Regions from separate parts of the Mus musculus genome. Here all the other regions are linked to region 1. The links are chromatin contacts, called in public HiChIP or PLAC-seq and promoter capture Hi-C maps. All regions are on one chromosome and are shown on one strand. Each heading gives the region's core, a stretch centred on a gene start, on an enhancer-like site or on the middle of the called end of the contact. The rest is flanking DNA. Distances are from core to core; before and after follow the strand shown. Region 1 holds the start of Snorc (secondary ossification center associated regulator of chondrocyte maturation). Region 2 overlaps Eif4e2 (eukaryotic translation initiation factor 4E member 2). Region 3 overlaps Inpp5d (inositol polyphosphate-5-phosphatase D). Region 4 overlaps Inpp5d (inositol polyphosphate-5-phosphatase D). Region 5 holds the start of Efhd1 (EF hand domain containing 1).

Region 1 (4,261 bases), core at 1,078-3,577:
GCCAGTGTGCCAGGAGGAGAGGGGTGAGGGTGGGGAGGAGGAGGCCTGGGAGGTGTGTACAGGGGCCCCGGGAGCAGAGTGTAGAGGGCAGAGGCAAGCGTTGATGGAGAGGGCAGGCACGGCAGGAGATTTCTGTTCTGTCCACCTTGGCCACAAGGACACTCAAACACCATGACAGTGAGCAAGGTCACAGGAGTTTCTGTTCTGGCAGAGGTGACACGGTGTCAGTGTCACAAGCTTGGATACCCCAGGCTGTCCCCTTAACCCCACCACCCCAAGCTCCTCTGCCTTTTGGTAAATAAGTTTGTTCAACGGTTGGTCTGACCACAGGCCCCCAGGCCAGGCGCCCATGCTCACAGACGGCCTTTGTGCAGACATGAAGAGCCTTTTCATCCCCACCCTGGCCTCCTGCCCACTCAACCTGGCCTGCTCCCCTACCTCAGTGGCTGTGGCCACCAGCTGAGGCGGGAAGGGTGGCAGGCTGGAGTACCCCAGGAGTACCCCATCTCCTCTTTCCTGCTATGAGACTGCAGCCCAGGAGAGACAGGGCCACAGACCTCGTACACACCTGTGCAGACCTATGCGTCCATGGCTAGTTCTGAGAACCTCCTATCTCCCCACTCCCAGAATAGCCAGAACCCCAAAACCCAAGGTGGGATTTGCATGCTCATGCCTGCTGTGGGCCCGCCTGTTCCTAGGGGAGAAGGAAGTCGTGGAAAAAGAGGGAGGTGAGGTCAGGCGAGGTCTTGGCTATTCCCAAAGCTTCTGTGGGAACAGAAAGCCCACCCACTAGAGTTGTGTATGTATAATCTGACCGGGGCTCTGGCTAGAGGCTTAGGTTGGAAGAAACCTAACAGAAACCTGGACAGGAGCCACTAGGAAGGCTCCAGCTGCAGGGTCCTGCCAGGCAACAGCCTCACTGTGGCAGGAAGCGGTGTGGGTCTCAGCTCCAAGTCCTAGGCAATAGAAAATGCCTCCTCCCACTGTAAGTCCTAACTCAGGGGTACTTCAGGCTACATTACCGAGCACAGCTCCCACTCCAGAAGCTGGGTGTGTCCCAACATATGAGAAGAGATGGTTCTCCCCAAAATCCATTCGGGCTTTGAACCCTGCTCACACTCTGAACACTGAGTGTTGACTGGACATTTGGCCATCCTCAGAGCCCTGCATTGAGCCCTGGTGAGGCCTTAGCATCCCACTATGAGGGAGGCAGCGTAGTGGGTGCCACCTTCTACAGATTAGGAAATGGCCAAGAGAGGTATGAGCCAGGCTGGGCAGAGTCAGGTCTTTAGCTATTTCCTGGGGTGTTGAGGGGAGGTAGAACGGCCCACAGACCACCGTCACCATCCTGGGGTGTGGCCGCGAGTTCCGAGGCTATGCTTCTACCACAGAGGTGACTTCTTTCCTTTGTAGACACACAGACACCCCTAAAGTTCAGGCAGCAATGTTGTAAGACAACCAGGGAACCCAGAGGCCTTTCTGCAGACTACTGAACAACTGCGCGAGATTTATTTTCTCATAATCAAAGCCTATCTGTGCCTATGTCCCTGCTCTGAAGCAGACCCAGAGCAGGCCTGCCATGCAGTGTTTTTTTCAGACCCCAGAGAGGCCACCTAGGGCTCAGTCCAGTTTCCTCACTATCCTGCAAAAGACTCTAAGAAATATTTATCTCTATGGGGACAGCACCTAGGTCGTAAGTCAGAAGGAAAGGGTTTGCAGAATTTAAAGGAATCATGAGTCTCTGGGTTTTCTGCCCAGAGGGTCTCTGGCCTTTAGCCCTTTGCCTTATGTCTGATGAGTCCTCCAGCCTCCCAGGTCCAGAAGTCTCCAGGTGTTCTAGCGGCAAAGTATTACCCCAAGAACATCAGACAGCCAAATGTACCAGACCCTGATACCCAAGTCTTTTTCAATGGCCACCCATCCTGCTGCTAACATACATCATCTTACTCGGTTTCTACCAGCCAGCATTGTGGGAGTCTCCCAGAATCACCACAGCTGGGAATCCCACCTTGTGTGAGGGGCTTGTACCCCATAGGTACTGGAGGATCTGGTCCCAGTGGTAGTTATTGGCCCTGAGAAGTTGGTAGCAGCAGAGCTGAGGGCCTGCGCCCCTTACCTGTGAGCACCGCAGGGGCCAGGACCCCAGAGATGAGCAGCAGCGCCACGCGCAGGGCCAGACAAGATGCCATCCTGGCAGGGAGTGAGCAGTCTTATGGGACACAGAGGACTAGGCGGCTGGGCTCAGGCAGCGGGAAAGAGGCTTCAAAGAGCTGGGAAGGGTTTTCATCAATGCAAACTCTGTCCTCCTGGGACACCGTGCCCGCCCCTCACACATGCACGCGCATGCACACACACACACACACACACACACACACACACACAGAGAGAGAGAGAGAGAGAGAGAGAGAGAGAGAGAGAGAGAGAGAGAGAGAGAGAGCGCACTCAGACAGACCTGCAGTCCTGAACTACCAAACAGCCCCACCCTGGAGAGGAGAGGAGAGGAGAGGAGAGGAGAGGAGAGGAGAGGAGAGGAGAGGAGAGGAGAGGAGAGGAGAGGAGAGGAGAGGAGAGGAGAGGAGAGGAGAGGAGAGGAGAGGAGAGGAGAGGAGAGGAGAGAAAAGGGGAGAGAAAGGGAGAGAAGGGGAGGGGAGGGGAGGGGAGGGGAGGGGAGAGAGAGGGTTCCTTTCCTCTCTCTCTGTCTCTGCCCTGCTCCCCTCCTCTTTCTCTTCTCTGTCTCTCTGTCTCTGTCTCTCTGTCTCACTCTCTCTGTCTCTCTCTCTCTCTCTCTCTCTCTCTCTCTCTCTCTCACACACACACACACACACACACACACATATTCCTGGACTAGTGAAAGTACAAACTTTCCCAGCCTCCCAAGACAGGAGCCTCACCCAGGCACAACAAATGCCTTGAGCCACTGTGCTCAGGACTCTGGGAGACCCTGCTCAGGACCCTTCCACTGGCCCTTACTAAAGCTAAGGTTGTGAGGCATTTTCTATTAAAGCCCCTTGGCCAGCCGCTCTAGGCCCCTTCCAGGAAGGTCTCAATGCACAAGTCCTTCTCCCTGGCTCCCTTGTTCTTGTAGGCACTCTCCACTAATCCAGAGACTCAGTTTCACCTTTAAGCCTGGGCTTGGCTCAGAGTTCAGCTCACTACCTTCCCAACAGGTCTGACCAAGCACATTGGCCTCCTCAGCCTCTGCCTACACCCACAGATGGACTTCAACACACGCGCGCACACACACACACACACACACACACACACACACACACACACACAGGTGTGCTCACCCTGCAAGTTCCCCAAGTCTCTTAAGCCCCTGAGGCTCTGCTACTTCATAGTTTTCCAAACAAAAAGGCAAATTCCCTAGCCAGTCTTCCCTCTGCTTTCCTGCTCTCTCCCTATGTTCCAGCTGCTGGCCCCAACAATAGGGCTCCTGCAGGATACTAGCGTGGCTCCTGCCCCAGGGCCTTTGCACTCTATCTTCTTCCCTAGAAAGTAGTAGCTACACTCATCATCATGTTTCTCCAGGTCTGAGCTTGGTCAGTCAGCCTGTGTCCTGTCGTTGGGTCACTTTAAGGTTCTTCACAGCACTTACATTTTTATGAATTTTCATATCGCTCCCCCTTGTGTGTTCATTTTCAGAAGAGAAGCATGCACACGAGGTGCATGAATCAACCTTTCGTTGCTGTGACAAAGTGCCAGAGATGACTTTTTAAAAGAGTTTACTCTGGCTCATGGCTGCAGGTTTTATGGTCCTGGTCAACTTGTCCTGTTGCTTGAGCCTACGGAGAGGCAGAGCATCACAGTGGTGGCAGGGAACAGGGGAGGCTGCGGTTCTCACAGCAGAGGAAGAAAGGCAGGGAGACACACCTGGCTGGGGACAAGACACACTTTGAAAAGCATGCTGAGGTCTACTCCCAACCAGGTTCTGCTTCCTTCAGCTGTGAACCCATCGATGAAACAGCTAAGTCACTAATGAAGTTACCACACACATAATGCAATCTTTTCTCAATAGTGCCACCAGCTGGAGACTATACCTTCAACACACGAGCCTTTTGGGATGACACTTCATATCCAAATCATAAAAAAAAAAAATGTGCAGAAATTTTGTGTACAGGTCAGCGAACTCTTGTATCCATGTACATGTGTGTAATCTCTGCCCCCATCAGCCAAAACCACGCTCGGCATGCCAGCATGGCTCCTCTCAAGCCCACACCCACCGATGGGCATCTTTGCTTCTGGTGCTGGGACATATACT
Region 2 (3,811 bases), core at 64-2,563, 240 kb after region 1:
TCAGGGTACAGCCAAGGATCCACCAGCATTATGTTGTCTAAAGATGCAACCCAGCAATATGTCATCTTCTCTGCTTTTACCTTTCCAAGACTCTAGCTTTTTTAAACTCAAGATGGTAAATACCTAAGATTCTACCTGCTTCTGAAAGCACCTGGGTAAGTCTTATCTTTAGATTTAAGATGTGTGGGCCCTGGCAGCTAGCATTTTCAGTTAACAGAGCTCATTACAGCTTCCATGCTGCTTACCATAAATGTGAGGAACACAACTCAGAACTACGACTAGGAAGCAGCTAGGGGTGTGAGAGCACGCACGCATGCACTCACAGCTCAGCCAGTGTCCCACAAACAGGCCTCCGTGCTGCTGTATGAAGGAGAAAATCAGATTCCTCCAGGGGTCCAGAAGCTCTCAGAACCCTAACTTCTCTCGCCTTTTTGCCCTACCCACTTTTCAGTTTGAAAGCAGTGACTCTCCTGGGCACTGTGTATCAAACTTAATGGTGGCCTAGAACTTGCTCTGTAGACCAGACTGGCCTCAAACCCACAAACATCTGCTTGCCTCTGCTTTCTTAGTGCTGGGATTAAAGGCTTACACTACAGGCCAGGCAATTACTCTCTTCTTGGCTTAAGGTAGCAACAGCACTGAGTGACAACACACCCCGCCTCTCACTACACATTTGATATTTTAGTACTAAAGTAGATTTCATTACCAGGCACTCTAGGTAGGCTTTCTTCTTCAAAGGTGGCACACACCTTTAATCTTAGTACTTGGGAAACACAGGAACATAGTGAATTCCAGGATGGCCAAGACTACACTGGGAGACCACGTCTCAAAATCAAGTAAGATTATTAATAAAGGACTAGGCAATGTACGTTATATATGCTATTCTATAGAATAGCAGCTTTTTTATTTTATTTTTTTTAATTTTCAGAAAAGCTACTATTTTATGACAAATGGCTCACAGGAAAACCTAAGACTGTTAAAGAAGTATGCCAGAACTTGTCAATTCCCGAGCTCTTTCTGGAGACACAGTGATGAGCTGTTCTCTGGCTCCTAAGGGATGCGGGAGGCGGCTTCCCTCTTTACTCTCAATGAAGACAAGTAAAAATCCAACACTTGGACAATGACCTGGGAACCTAACAGCAAGATTTAATTTCTACTTTAAGTAACTAAGAGGTCAACAAGGTCACACAGCAGGGTTGAAGTCCATCTCATTTATCCCTTTGTTTCCAGAAGGGCCAGTCCCTACTAACTCTGCCTAACAATGGTTCATTGGGTGAAGACCCGGAAGGCTGAAGAGGTTCCTCTAGTACACGACACACTAAACTGACTTCCTATTTTCTATGCTTAGACATGAAGATTCTGGGTCTGGAAATTTCCTTGCATGGATTCAGGGAAATAAAGCACGTGGCCGTGAGCAATGGTGCACCCACTCCTGTCCTCAGAGGCCAGCCAGGTGTGAATGTCTAGTCACTGTCCCTCCACTCGGCAGCCCAAGCACATCAGGTAACTTCAAAATGCTCTTCTTTTAAAGAGGAAGTTATCCTAAAAATTGCCTTATGATTTGAGTGTCTAGAAACGAACACACCAGAGATGAACAAAGCCCACTGAGAATTCTGAGGAGATTCCAGTGACAGCAAGAAAGACTCTTTAAGGTCCACTGATCCTATCTCACCAGATCTCATTTGTTTGTAATTCCCTGCTTTCTAATCTCCACCCAAAGCCTACAGGCACCAGTGCCTTGCTCTCAGCCAGCCCTCACTAGAAAGGGGTTTAGCCACCTGCTAGTCTGGGTATATATAGCACACAATGCAAGGTCAGACAGCTCTAAGTTTAAAGTGGCCCAGGACCACCAGGTTATGACTGAACTAAGGCAGTGAATGAGCTGGCCCTCATCTGTATATTAAAGTTCAATGTTGAAATACAATGATAGCTAGACCAGGTGAAGGAAGACTCCACAATTTGGCCTCTCTCTTCCCTTCTTCCTTACGCTCTGCAGAGAACTCCCATCAGCTTCTCCAGCACTGTGCTCCATTATGGGAAGAGGGTCCTTTTGCCATCCCAGGCCAGATGCAATTTTCTCACAACAGTGCTGTCTGTGTTAACTGCCTTTGTGGCAGCAGTACCCTAGTGGTCCCAGAATTCTGTCTGTGGTAGGAGTCCCCCCCCCCCCCCCCCCAAGTAGAGGATGCTGTGAGCCATTTGATGTAAGGACCCAAACCTATGAAAACTCAAATCTGCTTTATTCAGAGGAGCCACAAGCTGGGCATGAGAGCTGGCATGGTGGCTCACACCTCTAATCCCAGCAGTCTGAGGTGAAGTTGGGGGCCAGTGAGGACTACATGGCAAGTTCCAGAGCTGTGACCTGATACAAACAAGTGAATAAGCTTTATCTTTCTTAGGGACAGGTAGCAACACAAGGACCAAGCAAAGTGGCCTCTTTGTGGGGCAACAGCTACTTCTTGGTTCATCCAGGTGTGCTGTAGGAAATGGCAACAGGCAGGGTGACCAGGGAAGGCTGGAAAGACGGACAGGTGAAGAACACTAGAAACTGGGCTGAAACAGCAAGCTGGAGGAATGCTTGAGTGAAGCTCAACCACTCCTCAAACCATGCCCTTGCTTATTAGCAGCCCTGATCTCCAGAGTACTTGGGAAACCATCATTACTGCTGGCTCTTCCTCAAGTCTCAGTAGATGCTGTTCACTGGCTCAAATAAAACCCACAAGAAGCAGACCCAGGCAGGAGCATCACTGACATCTCACACATAGCTGGGATCTGAAGGGGATCTCAGCTCAGTCTGCTGCTGATACTCTCTAGCTCTGGAACGTGCCATCGAGCTTGCTGATGCAGCTACGATGCATGTGTACCTCCCAGTGAAAGATAAGGCAGAAGGCCCAAGAAAGCCAACATCTGACAGGCTTTCTGCAGTTTAGCAAATTTCTTTTCTAGACATGTTAGAATGTGATAAAGCAGTAATGACGTAAGTACCCCCAGGATACCTAGCCTAAGGTCTCATTGTGTTTTGTGGACTCCTGGGCACACAACTAGGGCTAAGTCAGCCAGCTAGAGTTAAGGAGTGTGCTGCTGTCAGATTGGACGAAGCACTCTAGAAAAGTCAACCTTGCAGTTACCTTCCATTCAGACAACCCAGGGTTCACAAAAATGCTTTTTAATTTTTAGTTTTGGGGATGGCTAACAAAGCTTGTTGAAACTCTCCATGCAGGTTAATGGTCTAAAAGCCAAGCTGCCCGCACATATAAGCCAAAGCCATAGTACTCACAAGGGTAGCACATGTACATTCAGATTACCTCACAGGCGACTGCACACCCCCACCCCAAGATGAAGGCACCTCTCACCCTAGAGCCTGGCACAGTAACCCTGGGCTAGAAAGAATGAAGGGCTCTCACCAAGCAAGACTACCAAAGAGGAAGACAATCTACTCTGCAAGGAAACGGAGGAGGTTGCCAAGCAGCTTTGGCACCAGAGAGAATACCCCATTAGCACAAAGCAAAAAAGTATGTATGTGCGGCCACAGACAGACAGAAGCAGGGCTTAGTTCCAAGCAAGAGACTTCTATGAACTAAAGGCAAATGGAAGTTAGCAAAGAAAAGCCAAGGATACCCCTTTCCAACCTTAAGAGACTTTCAAGCTGGACCTGAACTCAGCCGCCACTCTGGGCCAGCCATTGGTCTAACTGGATGGAAACTAGTACACTTGAGCACCAGGCAGTTGGGTCTTGAGTTAGACGTCACCTCATTATTTAATGTCAGACCACAACAGTCCCGGAATAAAGTACCATGTGACTACACAATGG
Region 3 (4,174 bases), core at 856-3,355, 240 kb before region 1:
CTGAAGCCTCATAGGAAAAAGAACTCTATACAGATCAATGCTGAGGGAAAAATTAAATCCTAGAAAAATCCATCTAAGAAATGGTATTAAATGTTAATCTGGTTGCTATAGGGAAAGCTTACTTCCCAAGGTTTGAAACAGTACAAGAAATAAACAAAATCAGATAAACAGGTAAGAGTGTAAGTCAGTCTAAAATCTCTATACAAGGAAAAGTCTGAAAGGAAAAGGAGACAGACTGGAAAGCTGACCTGGCAGCAGGGACGGGCTAATGTTCTGCACCTGGGTCTGAGGAGCTGGCTAGGGACTAACGAGAGACACGGTGGCACAGGCAGACTCAGGCTCAAGCCACAGCTCAGTTGAGGACTATCTGTGTGACCTGGGGGGAGTCACTTGACCTCTATGAGCCTCAGTTTACCTATTTACTCACTGGGGAACAGAACCTGCCTCTTAAGGCTAAGATTAAATTACATGGTACCTGCAGCTCACTCAGCAAGGCTAAGCAGGAGGTTACTGGCTGTGGCACCCAGAAGTGACAAGGAGCAGGGATGGTAACCCACTAGGAAAAGTCCCTCTGGGACAGAGGAAGTGGCAGCATCAGGGCACAATGGGTGGTGGCAGACAGGCTTTCTTGAAAGGCTAAGCCACCATCACCCTCACTTCAGAGGCTGAGGCTAAGGTACGGTGAGGTCCCTGGCCTGGGATGCTTACCATAGGACTCGTCACTGTCAGAGGATTTAATGCTGATCAGGATATGCTGGTCCAGTAAGTACTCGGGGTCAGAGATAATGGGCTTTAGCTGCAGAGGAGACACCAGATTAGAGTCCACAGGTGAGGGCAGGTCAGGACAGGTAAATGGGGGTCAGCAGTCTTGGTGTTTGCATGCATCAGGAGAGCTGGAGAGAGGCTTAGTGGTTAAGAGCACTGGCTGCTCTTCCAGAGGTCCTGCATTCAATTCCCAGCAACCACATGGTGGCTCACAACCATCTGTAATGGAACCTAATACCCTCTTCTGGCATGCAGATGTACATGCAGATAGAGCACTCATTCATAAAATAAATAAATACATAGTAAAACGGAACTGAATATGTTCTTTTAAGCAAACTCAGGTCTTGGCTCTTCATGCCCAAGAGAGCAGGTGGACCCCATTGCTCAGCCAAGTGAGAGATAGTTTTCTTCCCTGCCCCACCCCATTTCCTAAACTGGGTTGAGTTGAGCTTCCAGGTCCCTGGTCCATTGCCTCCATTCTTCCTTCCATTCTTTGCATATCCCAGAGGCCAAGGGAAGGTCTAGCAGCCAGGTCTGAAATGAGACTTGCAGTACCATCCCTCTCCTCATACCCCTCCAAGGTCTATGGCTGCATTAGAGAAGACACCATAGGCCTGCTCCCTGTCTGAGTAAATGTGTCACAAACCTCCAGTTGGGCTTGAAATATTCTGTGGTTTGCTAGAGATGTGGCTTGGTGAGTGACAGACTCCTGGATGTCAGCACTGCCCTCAACTTCCTGCTGCTAAAAAGTGTTCAGGGAAATCAGGGACATAGCTCAATGGTTGGGTGCTTGCTTAGTGCTTGCAGGAGCCTCGATTCAATCTCAAGTGCTGCGAACACTAAGTAGGTAATAACCAAAGGGGAGTAGGCACAGCAGGGCTGAAAACCACTTAGGAATATTGAGGTCATCCATCCATGATGAAAAGCATACCCTAAGTCCCTTGACTACAGTGTCTAAGCTGGTCTCTATGGCTTTGGTCTGGGATGGCTACAGTCTGGATGAACCTGCTGTAGCTGTACTCTGGGCAGACCAGCTACAGCTGTACACTAGCCTACAGAGCTGCAGCTGCACACTAACCTGCACTGCTGCAGCTGCATATTCGCTTGCACTGTTGCAGCTGCCCACTAACCTGCACTGCTGCACACCAACTTGCACTGCTGCAGCTGTCCACCAACCTGCACTGCTGCCCACTAGCCTGCACTACTGCAGCTGCACACTCGCCTGCACTGCTGTAGCTGCACACTCGCCTGCACTGCTGCAGCTGAATACTCACCTGCACTGCTGCAGCTGAATACTCGCCTGCACTGCTGTAGCTGCACACTAGCCTGCAGTGCTGCGTACTAACCTGCACTGCTGCAGCCCTCTGCCCCAGGCACATTTTCTTCCTGGATTACCTTGGGAAGAGTCTCTCCAAACCGTACCACCAGCTCTCCTTCACTTCCCTCTTCATTCTCTCCTTCCTGACTCTTGACAAAACCTGTTAGAGAAGAAGAAGCTGGGTTTGCAGACCACAGAGTGAGAACCAGGCAGAAAAGTCTCCAAGGGGTCGCCTTCCTCGACCACGGAGGACTGTCTTTCCCTTCTCATGTCTCTGAGGCCTCCAAACCAATTAGGAGTCAGGCTTTCTGGGGATTCTGTTTTTGTTTGAAGGATGGTCATTTGCCAACACAGTCTAATTATTTTTAGGAAAAATCAAAGAGATTTCCCCCTCCTTTTTGACTCCTCTTTGCAACATCCCAGGCAACAAAGAAGTCATCACACCGCAGGCAGGAAGACTGGGAAGCATGACAGCTCGTCCCACTTCCCACGACACTCAAGATAGCAGCCTTTTGAAATTCTAATTTAAGCCTCCTAATATGCTGTTTCCATAGAAATCTATGCAAATGTCTCGATAGTTTATTAAAAACACCCGCACAAAGCCCCTCATTCCAGTTGGAACTGTTTTGACCCTGGCTGCTGAGCTGGGGCTTCAGGATGTTGTGGTGAAGGTGGCATAATCCCAGGAAGGTTCGGGATGCATTGAAGGAAGGTGCAAAAAGGTGTGAGGGGGTAGAAGGCTGGTAGCTCTCCTGGGCTCTACAAGCAGACAGTCTGTGCCTCTGTTTGCAAGGTTGGTTCCTATCCTTCCCCATCACTCTTTGAACCATCTCAGGAAGACTTAGAAAGCATATAGTTTTCTTGCATAGGAGTCTCAGACAGTATGTCTGGAGATGTTCTATAGAAAGGATCTTTCATAAGCATGGTGAGTGCTCAACGTTGCCACCTGAAATGGGCTGTCTATCTTTACCTTGCTCCCAGTCACAGTGAGCCCCACAACACAAGAGCCACAATATGGAAAGGGCAAGGGGAGGGCCAGGGCAACAGCAAGCAGGCAGTAGCAGCTATTTAGGCCCTGTTAGATCTTCAGCATTCTGGAGCTTTGCCCAGGGCTTTCACTGAGCAAGAAGAACCCAGCTTGGTGGAAACTCAAACCCAGCTTAATGGAAACTCAAACCCAGCTTGGTGGAAACTCAAATGGATTCTGCCTAGAGAATGTTGATGGACAAGTCAGGGACAGGGGGGACCTAGGGGACAGGGACATGGACACCAGTGGCTGCCTCTATCTCTAGGGCTGAGGCAGTAGAAGAACAAACCACAGGGGTGGGGAAAGGGCCACATAGCCACTGGGTAGCCCCATAGGTACCCCACCTTTGCTGAACCCACTGAGGGGTCCATCCATGGATTCTTATGAGAGAGAGAGAGAGAGAGAGAGAGAGAGAGAGAGAGAGAGAGAGAGAGAGAGAGAGAGAGAAAACGAATGAACTGGGTGAGGGATCAACCAGTTATCAATGGAAAGGTAGTTATGTGAAAGAACCTCCCCAAAGGGTAGTTCACAAGGCACTTACTCTCTAAGCAGCTTGAGTGGAACTCCAAGTAGAACTTAGTCTGGGACTTGGTCTTCAGTGTGGCGTAGCATGCAAGAAACTCGATCTGCCCTTGGCTATCTACAGTGCCAGGACCTGGAGCATGGGAGACTAGGATTTATTTGTATACTGTACCTGAACTGAAGATGGAGGTTCCAGCTTCTTTCTGGGGTTTTCCTCTCTGTGCACCCACTCTGCCAGGCTCCCTCTGAGGGCCCACAGATGGGAAATGTCCAGGTTGGAAGGAGAGATTTGTCTTAAAGGAAAGCTTCCTGACCCAAGCTCAGCATCTCTGTTGATGGCCACAGATTCTCTGGTCTGTCACAAGCTGTTCATGTAGGGTGCAGGTCAGGAAGAATAAAGACAGCAAGGACCCAAGATATGGCTACAATCCCAGCTTTGACAATAATCTGTGTGGCCTCGGGCAACCTCTCAACCTCACTCTAGTCTCCCAACTAATTAATTCTCTTCCTCCCTCCCCCCACCCGTCTGTCTCTTTGTCTCT
Region 4 (4,156 bases), core at 251-2,750, 190 kb before region 1:
TAATGTCCTTTAGTAATGAGCCTAGAGGTCCCCTTCCACATGAGATGTTGCACATATTCACCTGCCTAAGAGGCCCCCCTCCCCACAGGAGCGGGGTCTACATACTACATCTCGGTCTACCGTACTTCCTGTAATTCTGAGGAGCCTGGCAACCCCTGATTCTGTGGGGTTACCACACTGGAATCAGAATGACAGGCAAGAATTTGTAGTTTTAATTGTGAACTTGACACAGTCTAGAATTATCTGGGAAGAGAGTCTCAGTGAGGAATTGTCTAGATCAGGTTGGCCTATGGCGTGTGTGTGTGTGGGGGGGCAGGGAATAGGAGAGGAGTATTGCCTTTTTGTTTTGTTTTGGTTTTTTTACGATAGGGTTTCTCTGTGTAGCCCTGGCTGTCCTTGAACTCACTTTGTAGACCATGCTAACCTTGAACTCAGAGATTTACCTGCCTCTGTCTCTCTCAAGCACTGGGACCAACAGCACCCGCCACCTCTGCCTGGCTACCACTTTCACCTCCCCGTTACAAAGGGCCGTAATGTGGAATTATGAGTGAAAACAAAAACAAACCTTTCCTCCCGCCACCCCCTTAGTTGCTTTTTGTTATTACAGCAACAGGAAATAAAACTAGGTTAGATACCTTCTGTGTGCTTGGGCTTGGAGGTAGAAACAGTGAGAGGTGGGGCTTGGTGTACCCCCTTTTCTCCCAACAATCCCAAAGGTGGTGCTTTTTCGACTATTTTAAAATGTAAAATGTGGTCAAGAAAGGTGTCATAGGCATTAGTCATAGTCCTAGCAGGAAGCAGATGGCCATATAAAACTGGCATTTGGGGAGAGTTTGGTAGGTAGAGAGGAAGAGTTCTAGAGCTAACAGCGGAGGGAAGCAGTTTACCCCTACCCCCCTGGAACCTCCCAGCAGAAGGATAGTGCTGGAGCCCACTGAGAACTCCCAGCAGGAGGGAGCCAGTGCCAGAGGACCCACCCCCGCTTCTTCACTATCTTCCTCTCGCTGTCTTACCACCTGGCTGGGGCTCTCACTGGCTAAACTCAAAGGAGTGAATGAACCAGAGGACAATCATGATGGCAGAGAAGCACCTGTGTGTCACATGGAACATGAGGCTCAGATCAAGGCCTAGTTCATAGTTCCCTGCCAGCAGAGGGGCGTGGCTCTGGATTCTTAGCGTCTAGGCCGCCAGCTTTTGTTCCTCATTCTGCAGCTAAGGCCTTCCTTAAAAGATACACCAAGTCATTTTGAAATAGAGAAGGAACCCCAAAGGTCTCGAGTTAGCTGTGGGCCTCTAACAGCCTTCTGAGCTGTTTACTGATGTACCCTCACTGTGCCCCTTAGGAATGATACCCCACAATACCCATGGACCGTGAGGCCCCTGCTCCCCGGTGACTCTCCTCTTCCACTTGGCAGGCATGAATTCCTTCTCTCCTTAACAGATTAACTATAGCATGTGGCAGGCAGTTTGATCCAAGAGAGAGAGAACCTGAAGATGAGCGGGTGTGGTGCATGGTGTGGCCCGAGCCCTTTCACTGTGCTCCACCCTCAGCCTCAGGCTCTTCCTACTTTAAAATAATGCTTGTAACTGGGATATCCCAGGCTTGAGGCTGATAGACCTCTCCATGGGATTTGCTTAATCAACAGACTGGACATGAATTTATTATGTTCAGAATCAAAAGTCACACACAAGACAATAAAGTAAGGATTAGTTCTGTTCACGAAATGAAATATAGTCCTTGTCTCTGATTAGTTAATATGTCTACACAGAGTAACTAGAAGCAATGTTTTTTATAAGGCCTTTATAGACAACAACCCAAGGAGTCAAGCTTTGAATGCACAGCTCACTCTGCCTTGGGATATAACTGTGGTTCCTACTTTACCAACCCCCCCCCTTCACAAGAGCCTTGAAAAACCCTGTCTTATAGCCCAGGTCTGTTGACAGGGGAAACTGGTACGGTACATAACCACAGCCCACTGTTCTGAGATACATCTGCTCCATAAAACAGACCACGCTACTATAAAAGGTGCAGGGAGGTGGAGGGGAGTGGACTGCCCAGCTAGATCTTATAGGGAAAATCTTGTTCTATCTCTTGGCATCTGCATCTACCAGGGAGCAATATCCCAGAAGGTACAAAGCCATGCACAAAGGTTTTTGGGTATGGAGGGTTGGTTGGCCTTCAGGCTGGGGGGGTCCAGGTTTGAGGAAGAGGAGGGAGGGCACTGGTACCTTTAAGACTAAGGTCATCTGAAGGTCAGCTGGTGGTCAGACTGCTGGCTGCTTTTTCAGATGCAGTCCTGGGGATGACTGAAAATACCCTGGGGGCAGGGTGGGGGTGGGGAGCAGGAAAGAGCAGGCCTGGGCGGTCAGAGCCCTAGACAAGCTGAAACATCCCAGGGGATAGTTTTAATGTCAGCACTGTCTGACATCTCTAAATGCAGAACTGAAATAGACTGGGCACAGGGGAGGAAGTCTGCCAGCCGCTGAGCAGAAGTGTGGTGCTCCGGGTGGCCACTCCTGAAGGTTGGGGTAGCCTTCCTTTTAGGTTGAAAAGACTTCCCAGAGCAGGACTGCAGGCCCAAGATGCCAGCCCTTGGGAGGCAGAGACCGAGGATCAGGGATTCAAGGCGATCTTTAGCTACTTAGCCATTCTGAGGCCGGCCCATTCAGTTACCATGGAGATTTTATAGATGGTGGGAAGTGGGAAGTGGGGAACCCAAACCAAAGAGCTCCATGCAGATTCACACCAAATCAAAGCACCCTCTTCAGGTCCAAGGAGAAAGTCAGAAGACAAGGCTTAGGCAGCAGGGTGAAAGCAGGGTGAAAACACATTTGTCTGCGGGCAGAGGGGTGCCAGTGATCGTGTTTATTATTTCTGCTTCTTAGTGAGGACCCTGAGTCTGCCAGTTGAAAAGACGGTGATTGAGGGACAGGCAGGGGCTAGACTCAGTCCAAGCTTGGGGGTGTTCCACAGATACAACTTACACAGAAGATCTGAGAGCTGTGCTGGGCAGGGGGCAGGGGAAGGGGAAGGGGGACTGTGGAAGGGGGGTGGCAGCAGGGCAGCTCAGGAGTTCAGCTGGCCTGACCAGGCCTTTGTGTTTTAGATAGCATGGTCTGCCATCTCCCTATGCAGTTATCAGTGTGTCTAGGACCCAGCTTCTCCTGAGTCTCTCTCCACAGGCCCCTCTGCCCTCTCCTATCTCTGCAGTCATCAGGAAGTTTCCTCTACCTTCCGTCTGCCTTCTTCTCAATGTCTACTCACCTCCTCTGCCTTGGCCAAAAAGACTTCATGTGGGTGAAGGGGAGAGCGCATGATTTCTGGGGCCTCTGGGATTTTGTAGAACTTACTATTATTTTTAACAATAATTTTGAAAGCTTTTGGGAGCACTCAAGAGCTGGGGTGTGCATTCATGTAGGATTGATATTTTAACTTTTATTTATTGATTGATTCAAGTTCTTACATTATAGCCCAGACTTGACTCAAACTCATCATCTGAGTGTGGCGATTACAGGTGCAAACCACTGCTGGTCAGGATGACATCACTTTGGCAGCAGTACAGGGTAAGAGTCTGTACTTGAATGAGGGAGGTAGGGTGGAAGAAAGGGGAAAGGGGCAGGGACAGGGATCTGGTACAGCTAGAACACTAATAGACTGAGGAGGCGTGGCCAGCTAGAGAGACCCAGAAGCCTGGGGAAAGGGGCAGCTTGGGCTGAGAATAGTTTGGGGGACTGCTTTAGACTCAGAAACCTGTCTTTAGTTCTAGGGCTGAGAGTGGTTTCTCTAAAGGATATCCCCAAAGAAGACAGCTCACCCCCTTCCTTCTTCCTCTGAGAAAGGATTTTGCTCTGGAACCATATAGCTCAGGCTAGAGTGGAACTTGAGATCCTCCTGCCTCAGCCTCCCAAGTACTGGGATTATAGGCATGACCCACCATGCCCAGCTCCCTTTCCTCTGGTTATTAGCACAGTTTCATTGTTTCGTCGCCTTTGAAGTAGCTAGAGCCAACTTCCGAGCTGGGGTCATGGCGATGGTAGGGACACAGACGGATACAGAGACAGTTGGGCTGAAGGCACAGCGGACACTGAGGTAAGGAAATATCCAGATCCTGAGAAGCCACAGGAGATGGTGAGGCCAAAGGGACAACTGAGCAGG
Region 5 (4,260 bases), core at 1,065-3,564, 210 kb after region 1:
ACTTCCCTTTGTTCCTGTGGTTTTATTGCAGGTGACAAAGGCTCTAACCTAGACTTCAGATGGGCAGCTTAGCTTTGTAGAAACACCCGCACAGTTTGGGCTGTCAGCTCTCCCAGAACCACAGGTTGCACTCTGCCCTCCTCCTTAGCTTGATGCCGCCAGTGCCAACACTACTTGGCTCCAAAGACCTCTCGAAGGGATAAATCGTACTCCTCTTACACAGCAGACTAACAAACTTAACCTTCCAAATGGGAGCTTCCCAGTAAAACCTGAAAGAAGCTAAAGAGGCAACAGAGCAAGGTGGAGGGAGTGATACACAGGTGAACATCCGGGCCAGAGCAGCCATTCCTACAGAATATAAAACCCAAAGAAAACCACGGGGGCGGGGGGGGGGCAGGATATGTCAAACCACGGTGCCTTCCCTGGCTTTTCCACCATCACCCCAGTCTCATTCTCTACTCCCAACCCTACCTTCCTTAGCTGCCCAAACTGCACCCAGAGAAAACAGTGGCTGGGAGCAGGGTACTGAGAAAACAAACTGCCAGAGAGGCAGCAAGTATTGAGGTGCTCTGCAGACCTCGGGAGTAGTGGAAGCAGTGATCGCCATAGTGCCTTTAAATAGAACCTCCTTGGTGAGGGCAAACACATTCCAAGCACTTTAAAGACGCCCAAGCATGACCTGGCCACTTTTCCGGTCCCGGCCGAATTCTGGAAATAATATTAATAGCTTAGTGAGGCGTTTTCGGTGTACAGACTACTTCGTGGCCTTAAAAGGCAAAGGAGGGGTCAGTGAGACAGCTTAGCTGGTAAAAGCACTTGCTACCAGGTCTTATCACCTGAGTTTGATCCCAACCCCTGCGTGGTGGAGGGAGAGAACTGATTCTCACAACGTGTCCTCTGACCTCCACGAATGTGCCATGACACTTCCTCATGCATACACACTCACCGTAAATAAATACATGCGGTTTTTCGTTCTGTTTTGTTTTGAGACAATGTCACTATGCAGCCATGGCTGGCCTCGGATTCAGAGATTACCTCTGCTTCCCAAAACCAAATGTTGGGATTAGACGAGAATGTCACCACATCTCGCTTAGAAAGAAAAGTAACGGGGGAGGGAGGGGAAAAAGCAGCAAGAGTCATTACTGCTTTCCCTCTTCAAGTGGGGAAATGAGGCCAAAGAGACCTCTCACGTGACAGGCCACCTACTGGGTCTTTGCATGACCTCCTCTTCTGAGGGGTGATGAGGCTCCAGCAGCACCCTAGTGACTAGTGGCAGGCACCAGTTCCCAGCCAGAGGCATCTGCCATTCACCGGTTAGAAGAGTAACTGACTAGGCGACGCTCCCAGGAGGCTCCTGCGCCAGCCACTCCCCCCACCCCTCACCCCCCGCCCGCCCGCACTGGTCTAGGGACGCCTATGTGTCTTTCGAGTTTAAAGCAACCTTGTTCTCAGCCTTCCTTCATTTCTCGCATCCCTTACTGAAGACGTGTGTCAACTGTTTCCTTTGTTTTATAAGATAAAAGACAATCCAGCTAATTTCTCCCTTGAGGGATAAAATTAAGGCTGGCAGGTGAGGTGCGCCCCGGGCTCGCTTCCTAGAAGTTGCTCCGGGAGCAAATCTCTGGATCTGTGGGTGGAGGAGGGTGCGGGACCCGCCCTGGGGAGTAGGAGACTCAGGGAGGGGGCTTTTGAGTAGGACCCTCTGAGCTCCGCCGGGGTCAGATCCCCAGCCTGACGAGGTTCCCCATGGCGCGCAATGAACTTGATGCGCACGATCTGGCTGCACTTGGCCAGATGCTCAGTGCACTCCTGAACGCCTGCACCTCCTTCCTCACTGTCCCACTCGCTGCGCGGCCACCCCGTGCCCTGTCTCGGATCCCCCGTTCTTCGGGGGCGCAGGACGAGCGCTCACGTTTTGAACATCTTCTCCAGATCCTTCAGGAGGCGGCGGCTGAACTCCGGGAACTCGGTGTAGGGATTGAAGACCTTAGAGCGGCCCGGCCGCGCTGTACCCTGGTGGATGTCCAGCCTGCGGCTCAGCTTGAGGTTCAGTTCGGAGTCCGCGCTGGCTGTGGGCGCCCGGGCAGGCGGTTCAGGCTCCGGGTGCCCGGCTGGGGCATCGCAGGGTGCAGGCTGGGGGTCGCCCTGGTCGGTCTCTGCCCGCACCTCAAGTCTCAACCGGCGCTGCAGCTTGCAGGCCAGCTCCTCGCTGGACATGATGGCGGGTTGTGGTGATGGAACTGAGGTTCGCGATCCGGTACGGGGACAGAGAGTTGTGCGCTCTTTGCGGGCTCGTGGCTTTCTGACGCTCGGTGGAATCGCTCGGGGCCCGGCGGTTGAAAAGAACCGTGGGTAGGCGGGGCGGGCGGGGCGGAGCTGCGGCTTTAAGGAGGCGCGGGTGCAGTAGGACTATCTACTGGACAGGGGACAAGGGAGTGTCTGCGCGTCCTAGGGGTCGCGTTTGCCTAAACCTCTCATAAGCTGAGACTTGATGCTAATCCGTCCCCCAGTCCAGACATGGACCCTGAAATCAACTCTTGCTCTTGCCGCCAGAATCCGCCCTTTGGGAACTGGTGATCCCCAGGGAATTGGTTGCAAACACTGGGGAGTTAAGTCTGGCAACCGTTCAGGCAGTTCCATTCTCTTCCAAAGCGCTCCAACCAGGGAGCTCGCGGCCTAGGACCCTCTGAGATGGGAGAATTAAGCGTGCCTGGTAACACACCCACGTGTGTAGCGAGCAGTCGTCGCCCTAAGGCCCTGGAGTAGGAGATGCTCCTGGCAGTACGAAGGTGCCTTTCATATACCATTGAAATGTTTCCACAACAATCTAAAAATACTAGACATAAATAAAGTGAGAAAAATCTCCTGATTCCCGGGAAAAAAAAAGGGGGGGGGTTGTCTTGTTAAGGGACCAAATGTGGCAAGTATCTTGGCTGTATGGCTTTTTTTTTGTTTGTTTTGTTTTTTTAATGTGAGAGCCACCACTGCGGAGAGTGGGGTTAGAAAAGGCTTGAAAATAAGGCAACTTTTGAAACAGGAGATTGAAGTAAAAACAAGTAGAGCCGCCGTCATTCTCCCTAAGGAAGGATGTGGTGCAAATGAGGGTTCCCTCAGCCAAACATGGAGAAGCAGCTGTAAACACAATAGTGGCTGCACTGGGGACCAGCTTTGCTCCACTTGTTTTGGGCCACAGACTGGGGAGTGTGTGTGATGAGCCCGGTGGTGTGCACCGCTGAAAGGCATGAGTTGGTTGCCTGCACATCTTAGGGGGCCACAGGGAAAAATCAGAGCCATTGCGTGCTCTCATGAAAACGTAATTCGATTAGAATTCGAATAGCTGGGTGTTGGGGTACACGCCTATAACTCCAGCACTCAGAAGGCTTAGACAAGAGAATTCCAGGGTAGGAAGCCAGCCTGGGGTTCACAGCAAGACCCGCTGCTTCGCTGCTTCGGAACAAAGCAAACAAGAAATTAACACAAGAAATTAACGGGGGAAGGGTTAGGGGGAAGGGGGAGCTGGGGGGGGGAGCTCAGAGGGCTTAGCATAAAAGAGGCATAAAAGAGTTCAATCCCTAGCATCCACAAAGTAAAACACACCTTTTAAAAAGTGGTTCAAGAAAATAAGTCATTAAAAATAAAGGTACTTTTGGTGTGCATGGTGGCTCATATAAGCCTGTGATTCTACTTGGAAGGTTGGGGCAGGACTCCGACTCTAGCAGCTTGGACTGTATGTCTATATTTACACAGTAAGACCCTCTGCCTCAAAGATCAAACATCAAATAAAACAGTTATAAGGGGAGGGGGTAACCATGAGGGGTGAAGCTCAGTAGCAGCCCTTCAAAAACATGGGTTCAAGTTTTAAGGTGGTGTGTACGTGTGTGTGTGTGTGTGTGTGTGTGTGTGTGTGTGTGTGTGTGTGTTTCTAAAGCCATAGGGAAAAGTATGTTGTGTGACAAAACTTTTCCTGAGGAGACAAAACACACTCATCTACTCTTCCTAGATGGGGAGCCCTCAACAGACCAGGTATCACCAAAGTCCAACTTGGCAAACCAACCAGTTTTACTGGGGTCACTTACAGGAACAGAAATGACTCGAAGACAGCTGCATCACCAAAGCCCACCCCAGTGTGAGTGACAGCTCACAAAGCTGGGGACCTGGAGCACACTGCACAGCCGGTAGGGGCTCAACAGATTGGGTAGAGTTCATTCCAAGCTGGTTTCTGTTTCTTCCAGGCAGCCGGGTCTGGTCTGAGTCCTCTCT

What was found. Promoter capture Hi-C pulls out the DNA fragments that hold promoters and counts their contacts. HiChIP or PLAC-seq counts read pairs in DNA pulled down with a chosen protein or histone mark.
Region 2: a contact with region 1 is called in an H3K27ac HiChIP or PLAC-seq map of embryonic stem cells, with 2.8 times the contacts expected there. The contact joins the enhancer-like site here to the promoter of Snorc in region 1. A contact is called at or near these places in 4 of 39 promoter capture datasets (the 3T3-L1 cell line, hippocampal neurons, liver and 1 more), 1 of 15 datasets of contacts at CTCF or cohesin (embryonic stem cells), 1 of 484 Hi-C or Micro-C datasets (embryonic stem cells), 3 of 115 datasets of contacts at active chromatin or transcription factors (all in embryonic stem cells) and 1 of 9 other capture datasets (embryonic stem cells).
Region 3: an H3K4me3 HiChIP or PLAC-seq map of forebrain shows a contact between it and region 1, with 3 times the contacts expected there. The contact joins the enhancer-like site here to the promoter of Snorc in region 1. A contact is called at or near these places in 10 of 39 promoter capture datasets (the C10 cell line, the HPC-7 cell line, cranial neural crest and 6 more), 1 of 15 datasets of contacts at CTCF or cohesin (large pre-B cells), 10 of 484 Hi-C or Micro-C datasets (MC3T3-E1-derived osteoblasts, bone marrow-derived macrophages, cerebellar granule neurons and 7 more), 9 of 115 datasets of contacts at active chromatin or transcription factors (craniofacial prominence, embryonic basal ganglia, embryonic forebrain and 6 more) and 4 of 9 other capture datasets (adipose tissue, embryonic stem cells, liver and 1 more).
Region 4: a contact with region 1 is called in a promoter capture Hi-C map of embryonic stem cells, with 5 times the contacts expected there. The contact joins the enhancer-like site here to the promoter of Snorc in region 1. A contact is called at or near these places in 15 of 39 promoter capture datasets (the 3T3-L1 cell line, the C10 cell line, the HPC-7 cell line and 9 more), 1 of 15 datasets of contacts at CTCF or cohesin (pro-B cells), 12 of 484 Hi-C or Micro-C datasets (B cells, the G1E-ER4 cell line, the HL-1 cell line and 6 more), 15 of 115 datasets of contacts at active chromatin or transcription factors (the HPC-7 cell line, acute myeloid leukemia, embryonic stem cells and 2 more) and 3 of 9 other capture datasets (adipose tissue, embryonic stem cells and liver).
Region 5: a contact with region 1 is called in an H3K4me3 HiChIP or PLAC-seq map of embryonic stem cells, with 4 times the contacts expected there. The contact joins the promoter of Efhd1 here to the promoter of Snorc in region 1. A contact is called at or near these places in 1 of 39 promoter capture datasets (liver), 4 of 115 datasets of contacts at active chromatin or transcription factors (embryonic stem cells and pancreatic cancer cells) and 1 of 9 other capture datasets (embryonic stem cells).

The regions. Positions count from the first base shown.
Region 1 is chr1:87,468,267-87,472,527 of GRCm38.p6, reverse strand. It overlaps Snorc (secondary ossification center associated regulator of chondrocyte maturation), which reads right to left and starts at 2,327. Exons shown (of 3, transcript NM_028473.2): 1 at 2,117-2,327. The coding sequence starts at 2,189.
Region 2 is chr1:87,228,198-87,232,008 of GRCm38.p6, reverse strand. It overlaps Eif4e2 (eukaryotic translation initiation factor 4E member 2), which reads right to left. Exons shown (of 7, transcript NM_001039170.1): 7 at 3,151-3,811. Among named protein-coding and RNA genes, the nearest start is that of Eif4e2, 16 kb to the right of the region's middle. Within about 2 kb of position 1,313, at least 9 of the 459 cell types and tissues checked have an H3K27ac peak or open chromatin away from gene starts, as enhancers often do. A contact at or near this core is called in embryonic stem cells, where this site is marked.
Region 3 is chr1:87,707,687-87,711,860 of GRCm38.p6, reverse strand. It overlaps Inpp5d (inositol polyphosphate-5-phosphatase D), which reads right to left. Exons shown (of 27, transcript NM_010566.3): 20 at 3,652-3,765; 21 at 2,161-2,243; 22 at 709-796. The region is part of intron 3 of Gm33470 (a long non-coding RNA gene); the gene reads left to right. Among named protein-coding and RNA genes, the nearest start is that of Gm33470, 15 kb to the left of the region's middle. Within about 2 kb of position 2,105, at least 36 of the 459 cell types and tissues checked have an H3K27ac peak or open chromatin away from gene starts, as enhancers often do. A contact at or near this core is called in cortical neurons, embryonic forebrain and forebrain, where this site is marked.
Region 4 is chr1:87,656,490-87,660,645 of GRCm38.p6, reverse strand. The region is part of intron 2 of Inpp5d (inositol polyphosphate-5-phosphatase D); the gene reads right to left. Among named protein-coding and RNA genes, the nearest start is that of Inpp5d, 38 kb to the right of the region's middle. Within about 2 kb of position 1,500, at least 120 of the 459 cell types and tissues checked have an H3K27ac peak or open chromatin away from gene starts, as enhancers often do. A contact at or near this core is called in B cells, the G1E-ER4 cell line, the HPC-7 cell line and 7 more, where this site is marked.
Region 5 is chr1:87,262,407-87,266,666 of GRCm38.p6, reverse strand. It overlaps Efhd1 (EF hand domain containing 1), which reads right to left and starts at 2,314. Exons shown (of 4, transcript NM_028889.3): 1 at 1,913-2,314. The coding sequence starts at 2,217.